2 separate regions of the Pan troglodytes genome follow, and region 1 is linked to region 2. Evidence: chromatin contacts called from public HiChIP or PLAC-seq data. All regions are on one chromosome and are shown on one strand. The core of a region is the stretch at or near the end of the contact, and the rest is flanking DNA. Distances in the headings are between cores, read along the strand shown.

The links. HiChIP or PLAC-seq counts read pairs in DNA pulled down with a chosen protein or histone mark.
Region 1: an H3K4me3 HiChIP or PLAC-seq map of stem cell-derived excitatory neurons shows a contact between it and region 2, with 2.5 times the contacts expected there. The contact joins the promoter of CC2D2A here to the promoter of CPEB2 in region 2. A contact is called at or near these places in 1 of 7 Hi-C or Micro-C datasets (stem cell-derived neural progenitor cells) and 1 of 1 datasets of contacts at active chromatin or transcription factors (stem cell-derived excitatory neurons).

What each region holds. Positions count from the first base shown.
Region 1 is chr3:15,965,089-15,967,800 of NHGRI_mPanTro3-v2.0_pri, reverse strand. It overlaps CC2D2A (coiled-coil and C2 domain containing 2A), which reads right to left and starts at 1,370. Exons shown (of 37, transcript XM_063808637.1): 1 at 1,171-1,370.
Region 2 is chr3:15,484,412-15,487,525 of NHGRI_mPanTro3-v2.0_pri, reverse strand. CPEB2 (cytoplasmic polyadenylation element binding protein 2) reads right to left here and starts at 1,857. Exons shown (of 10, transcript XM_016951363.2): 1 at 1-1,857. The coding sequence starts at 1,664.

The DNA of each region.
Region 1 (2,712 bases), core at 121-2,620, 480 kb before region 2:
CTGCACTTCTACCCATGAGTATTTTCTTCCTCACACCCTGAGAACATTTTTCTGTTCCATCCTGGAGCTTGGACACCTGGGGAGGTGCCACATACATTGTTTTGGAATACATTATCTTATTCTACAAGTTATTCCAGCTGCAGTTTCCCTTAGCATAAGGTTAGTGACCAATAGCTTTATAGAATCATTTAATCAGCTCGATATAATATACACTGGCCTTGAAGAGTACACATGAGTACCATATTTGAGCTGTGTTACGTGATATATGACCAGTGCATTTACATGATGTGCTAAGTACTGGAAGCCCCTCCCTGGATGTCATCCCACTGTGCTCTCAGTGTTTTTATAAATCTCTTATGGCACTTAGCTCATTGTACTCTTATCATGTGTTTATAGGTCTGTTTTCCCAGCAAATTCTGAGCTTCTGACCTAGTCTAATTTATGTTTGCACACTCTAAACTTAAGTTCATTGCCTGGTGCATTGTTGATGCTCCATAAATGTTTGAATGAATGACTCTATAAGTGAGCTCTAGGAGATATATATATATATACATATATATATATATATAGAGAGAGAGATTTCATGCTGGTGCTGAATTTATTTGCAGAAAAGGTTATATGAAAATGCAATAGCAAACATATTTCTTATTTGACTTTATTAGCTTTTCATAGCACCTCTTTGCAATGAAGGGAAACAAACAATCAGCTTAAGTTGTAGCCAGTACATTTTCTTGAAGTCTTTGGAAAGCACAGCAACTCTTAGCACTGTGGTTAGTAGCCCTTTCTCTGTCTCATACCAAGAAAAGTGTATTTTGCAGTAACTAGTGCTTCTCCCCTTAAGCCAGTTTGAACTAAAAGGCCCATAAATGCAACACGCAGCTAATGTTTCACAGAGCTTTGGTCAGACAGCATTTTCACTCAGGACTTGTGATGAACTGGACTTACATTTCCTGCAAACCAGATACCAGATAGCAGCTCAAATCAAAGCTGCCAAGTAATGGTCTATGTTCCCATTTCAGAAGTAAAAACATAAATAACGATGAGAGCCCCTAAATTTACAATTCATTAAATCCAGTCTCACGGTATCCTGGAGAGGCTGAACTTCAAGCCGGGTAACTGAAAACAGGAAATCACTGTTGCAGCCCAAAGTCCGGTTAGGGACTGATTTACCTTAAGAAACTTTACAAAAGGCACTTTGCAGATTCTGCATTCTAGGACGGAAGTGGAGAGAGACGGTGCTGTTGAATCTTTTAAAAGGGTCCGGAGGGAAAGGCTGAGTGTTGGAGATGCCCCTGGGCTCCTCCCTGGGAAGCTGCAGCCATGTCTTGGAGCAAAAACACCAGCTTAGCAACCCGTTCCTAAGGAAGGTCACTCGGTGGCTTTTTTTTTTTTCCTTTAAAGTGACAGGCTACTTCCAGTAGTGGAGTACAAGCATGCTGGGTAAGCAGAGAGGCACAGCCTGCAGGAGAAGGACGGAGAGAAATCAACATGAGCAGCACTGGAAATTAGGTCAAGCCTTAAGAGCTGCCCCTCCCTCATGTCATCCGATCGTCTTGCATTTCCAATGAAGCACAGGCTCAGAGGTGGGGGGATTTAGAATCTTAAAAGGTCGTCATTACATGGTGAAGCTGTCTAACGTGGCAGCAGCAAAAGCTCTGTGGAGGTGCTGCAGAGTACCAACAAATGTTGCACTTGAGTGTTTTCCAGTTAAAAGTGGAAGGTTGAATGCACAAGTTTAATGTTTGCCTATTCTCTGAATCCCACTGCAATTCCTGAAAACGGATACAAATGTTATGGCTCAAAAAAGTTGGAAAAAAAAAAAAAGAGGGAGAGGTAGGAGGCAAAGTAGCTGGAAGAGTAATAGAATGAATGGAGCCAAGCAAACACACTCCAATAGACTAGTGTGTATGTGCACATGTGTTTGTGTGTATTTGTGTCTGTGTGTATGGTGTGTGTATGTTTGTGTGTATGTGTATTGACTGTATCTTCTTATTTTCTGTATTCTTGATGCTCTGGCATTTGGAGCCTTGATCCTGGAGAAACTGATTCTCCTATGTTAGCTAATTTCTACAGATAGCAAATGATTCCCCTGAAATATGCAAAGTCTCCTTTGATATACAAGCCAACCAATCCAGAGCCCACACAACCAACCATCTCCATTATCAAACTCTCACACACTAAGCCAATATTCCTCCTGTCCTAAGTCACCCCAGGTCCAGATACCAGACCACTGTAGCCCAGAGAATACCACGATTATTCAAGCTATCCACTCCTAAATTTATGCAGCACCCTACCCTGCTTCGCCTATTCCTTCCTGGGAAAACCCTAGTAAAGGCTCTGTGCTGTACTCTGCTGTCTCCGTTCTGCCTTCTGACCAACACTGGTTCTTCCCTATGTGGTCCTGTGTGGCATGCCATGTTCTATGATTTGAATGTGTCTTCCCAAAAGCATGTATTGGAAACTTAATCCCTAACACAATGGTGTTGGGAGGTGGCACCTAATGAGAGGCAATTAGGCTGTAGGGCTCTGCCCTCATAAATGCATTAATGCCATTATTGCAGGAGTGGATTCTTTATAAAAGAATGAATTTGGCCTCGTTTTCTCTCTTTCTCTTTCTTGCTCTCATGTTCTCTTGCCTTGCACCATAGGATGGTGCAGCAAGAAGACCCTTGCAGGATGCCAGCCCCTTGATCTTGGACTTCCCAGCCACCA
Region 2 (3,114 bases), core at 608-3,107:
TGGTTATAGGAGTTCCTCTGCTGCAGGAAGGCGGCGGCCGCCGCCTGGTGCTGCTGCTGGAGCTGCGGGCTGACGGGCGACCTCCGGCTCTGCGGCTGCTGCGGCGCCGCGGGCGGCGGGGGCTGCTGTTGAGGTATATTCATGGCGGGCGGCGGCGGAGGGGGCACAGCGGTAGCCGAGAAGGGGCCGCCGAAGCCGCCGCCGCCGCCGCCGCCGCCGCTTGTCGGAACGCTGAGCCCAGTGCAGCCGTGCGGCGACACGGGCGAGAAGCTCGGGAAGAAGGCCGGGTTCATGGACGACGGCAGCCCGGGGTAGAAGCCGTTCTCTGAGTCGGGGCTGGGCGGCGGCATGGCGCTGAGCGAGCCGCCGCTGCCGCCGCCCGGGGTGGTGGCAGACGAGCCGGGCGGCTGCGGCTGCGGCTGGGGCGGCTGCTGGGGTGGCGGCGGCTGCTGCTGCGGCTGGGTCGGCGGCGGCTGCTGGGGCTGGGGTGGCGGCGACGCGGTCTGCACCGACCAGGGGGTGCCGAAGCCGGGCAGTGGCGGCGGCGACGCGGAGCCGCCTCCCCCTCCGCCTCCTGGGGGCCCCCCGCCCCCGCCGCCGCCGCCGCCGCCCGGGTGTGGAAGGTCCGGGCTCTGCAGGCTGCTGAAGGCGCCCGCGCCAAGCGCACCTCCGGGCAGGAGGTTACTGGGACTGTTGAGCAGAGGGTGGTTGGGGGACTCCATGGAGCCCGGCGCGGGGTTCACCGGCGTCGAGGAGGCCAAGCCCGCATTGGGGGACTCGGCGGCGCTGCCCTCGCCCGCGGCTGGGGTCTTGCGAGGGCTGCCCGCGCCTCCGTGGCGGCGCTGCGGGGCTGCAGGCGGCGAGGGAGGGAGCTGCGGGAGCGGGGGCAGGTCTGCCGGACGCTGCCGCGGGGCGAAGTCCTGCGGCGAGAGGTGCTGCTGATGCAGGAGGCTGAACTGCTGCGGCGGCTGTTGCTGCTGGCGCTGAGCGAGCTGCGCCGGCTGGAGGAGCGGGCCGGCTGGCGGCGGCGGCGGCGGCGGGCTGAACCGACCGGGGCAGTGGAGCGGCGGAGGCGGCGGCGGCTTCGAGTCCGGAGGGTGGGGAAGGTGGGGAGGGCTGAACTCTTTCCTCTTCTGGCTGCTCAGCTGCTGCTGCTGCCGCTTACTGAAGTCCTGCGGGGAGGAGGTGCGGCAGCAGCAGCAGGAGGAGGCGGAGGAGGAGGAGGGGTGGTGCAGACTCGGTTTGAAGTCCTGGGAGGGGAGGAGGTGGGTCACACCCGCGATCGTGCCGCCGCCGGGGTGGTGGTTGGGGAGTTTCTCCGTGGCCGCCGCCCCCGAAAGCGGCCGCGCCGGCTGCTGTGTCAGCCCCAGCAGCAGCTCATCCTGCATGGTCTGCTGATGCGCCAGGAACGGGGAGGAAGAGGAAACGGCGGCGGCCGGGCTACCCGCGCCGCCGCCGAGGGGGATGGAGAAGGGGGAGGCGGCCTCTAAGAAGCCGGTGACAGGCAACGGTGGTGGCGACAGCGGGCCGAAGGGCGTGGCGGAGGGCAGCGGGTTGGCGGACCCCACGGCGTAAGGACCGTACGCCTCGCCGCTGAACAGGGGCCCAGGACTGCTACTTCGGAGCGGGGCGGTCTGCAGCACCCCAAACCCGAAATCCCTCATTTATCAGGCCGCCGGCAGCGGGAGGAAACGCTCCTCGTCCCCTGCCCCACCTAGGAAGCCGCCGGCGCTGGGGTTGCGCGGCCGTGGTGGAAGGAGGGGGAGTCAGTGAGAGAGGGACACCGTGACTGAGCCAGGGGGCACCGACTTCGGCCCCACCACCCCTCGCGGCGATCGCTGCCGCCGCCGCCGTCGCAGTCGCCGTAGCCGCCCTGGCCGCTTAAGAACCCCGGAACGTGCGTCAGCGCCACCTCACAATCGCGCCGCCCCCCGCGGTGCGTCCCGGCACGCGCGGGCGCGAGGCCACCGCGTCCCCGTCGCCCCTCCCCGCCCCTCATTACTATGCAGACGCAGCCGAGGGCGCGCTCGCGCTCCCGGGAGGGCGGGAGCGAGCGGCGTGTCTCCTTGGGTCTCTCCGCTCCCGGGGAAATGGACAGGCCGGTTGGGGTGGGGGTCGGCTGGCAAACAGTGGTCGGGAGCATTGGGCGGGCGCGCGCACGAGGGCAAGCACGCGCGGGAGGGAGGGACGGTTCCTGGGCAACGGCCCCTCCTTGGCGCGGGATCCGCGCAGAGTCTGCCCGGGTCGCACGCGTCTCCGCCCCTCGCGGTGCCTCCTCCTTCCTGTCACCTCGGTTCCGCCCTGGGTGGGGAGAAGCCCTGCTGCACCACTCGGGCTTCCCAGAGCGGGGCTGGCCCGCGGGGGAAACTGAGGCCCGGGACCCCGACCGGCGCCTGCACTGTGCGAGCCCGCGTAGAAATAGGCGCCCGAGGGGCCCCCAGCGCAACGCGGGAGCCCGGCCCAGCCCGGGGGTCCTGTGGTGAACTAGCGTCTGGGCTCTGCCGGCTTGAAGTCCGCTGAGCGCCTCGCCCCGCACCTCTAGACCCCGAGTCCCCGATCTAGGGCCTCCTTGTAGCCCTAGGTAGCGCCCTCTAAGCTTGTTTCTGTTTTTAGGCGCTGGTAGGAGTGCTGTCACCGACGTCCTAAAGCCGCCGAGGGTGTTTCTGTAGGGTAAACATGAAGCCTCGGCTATATTCCAGGCATTTTCACTTGGGTAAGAAGGAACAAAGTCCCTGGAACAAACACGCTCCGCGTGGTTATTTACACACTCGGATGCGTGGAACGGGTTCCACGGCGAGCTCCCATGGTAACCCCGGGCCAGCTCCGCTTCATAAAAGCGTTTCGTGTGCCATCATCAGGGCTGCAGCGTGGGACTCCTCCCCACCACATTCATTCCGGCGTCCCCGCCCCTTCCCCCCAGGGAGACTCTAATTTATTCCTAAGCTTTATGAATTTTCAAGGGAGAAATAGTTCTTACATCAGGGAAAAAAGGAGGTTCTGACTCAGCAGCAGACTTGTTGAGACTTGCAAAATGGAAGGGAGAGAGCTTTCCATGGTAGAGCTCTTTAGAAGCAATAGAGGAGGAACTAATCCTGTGTTTCCTTTTGTATAGAA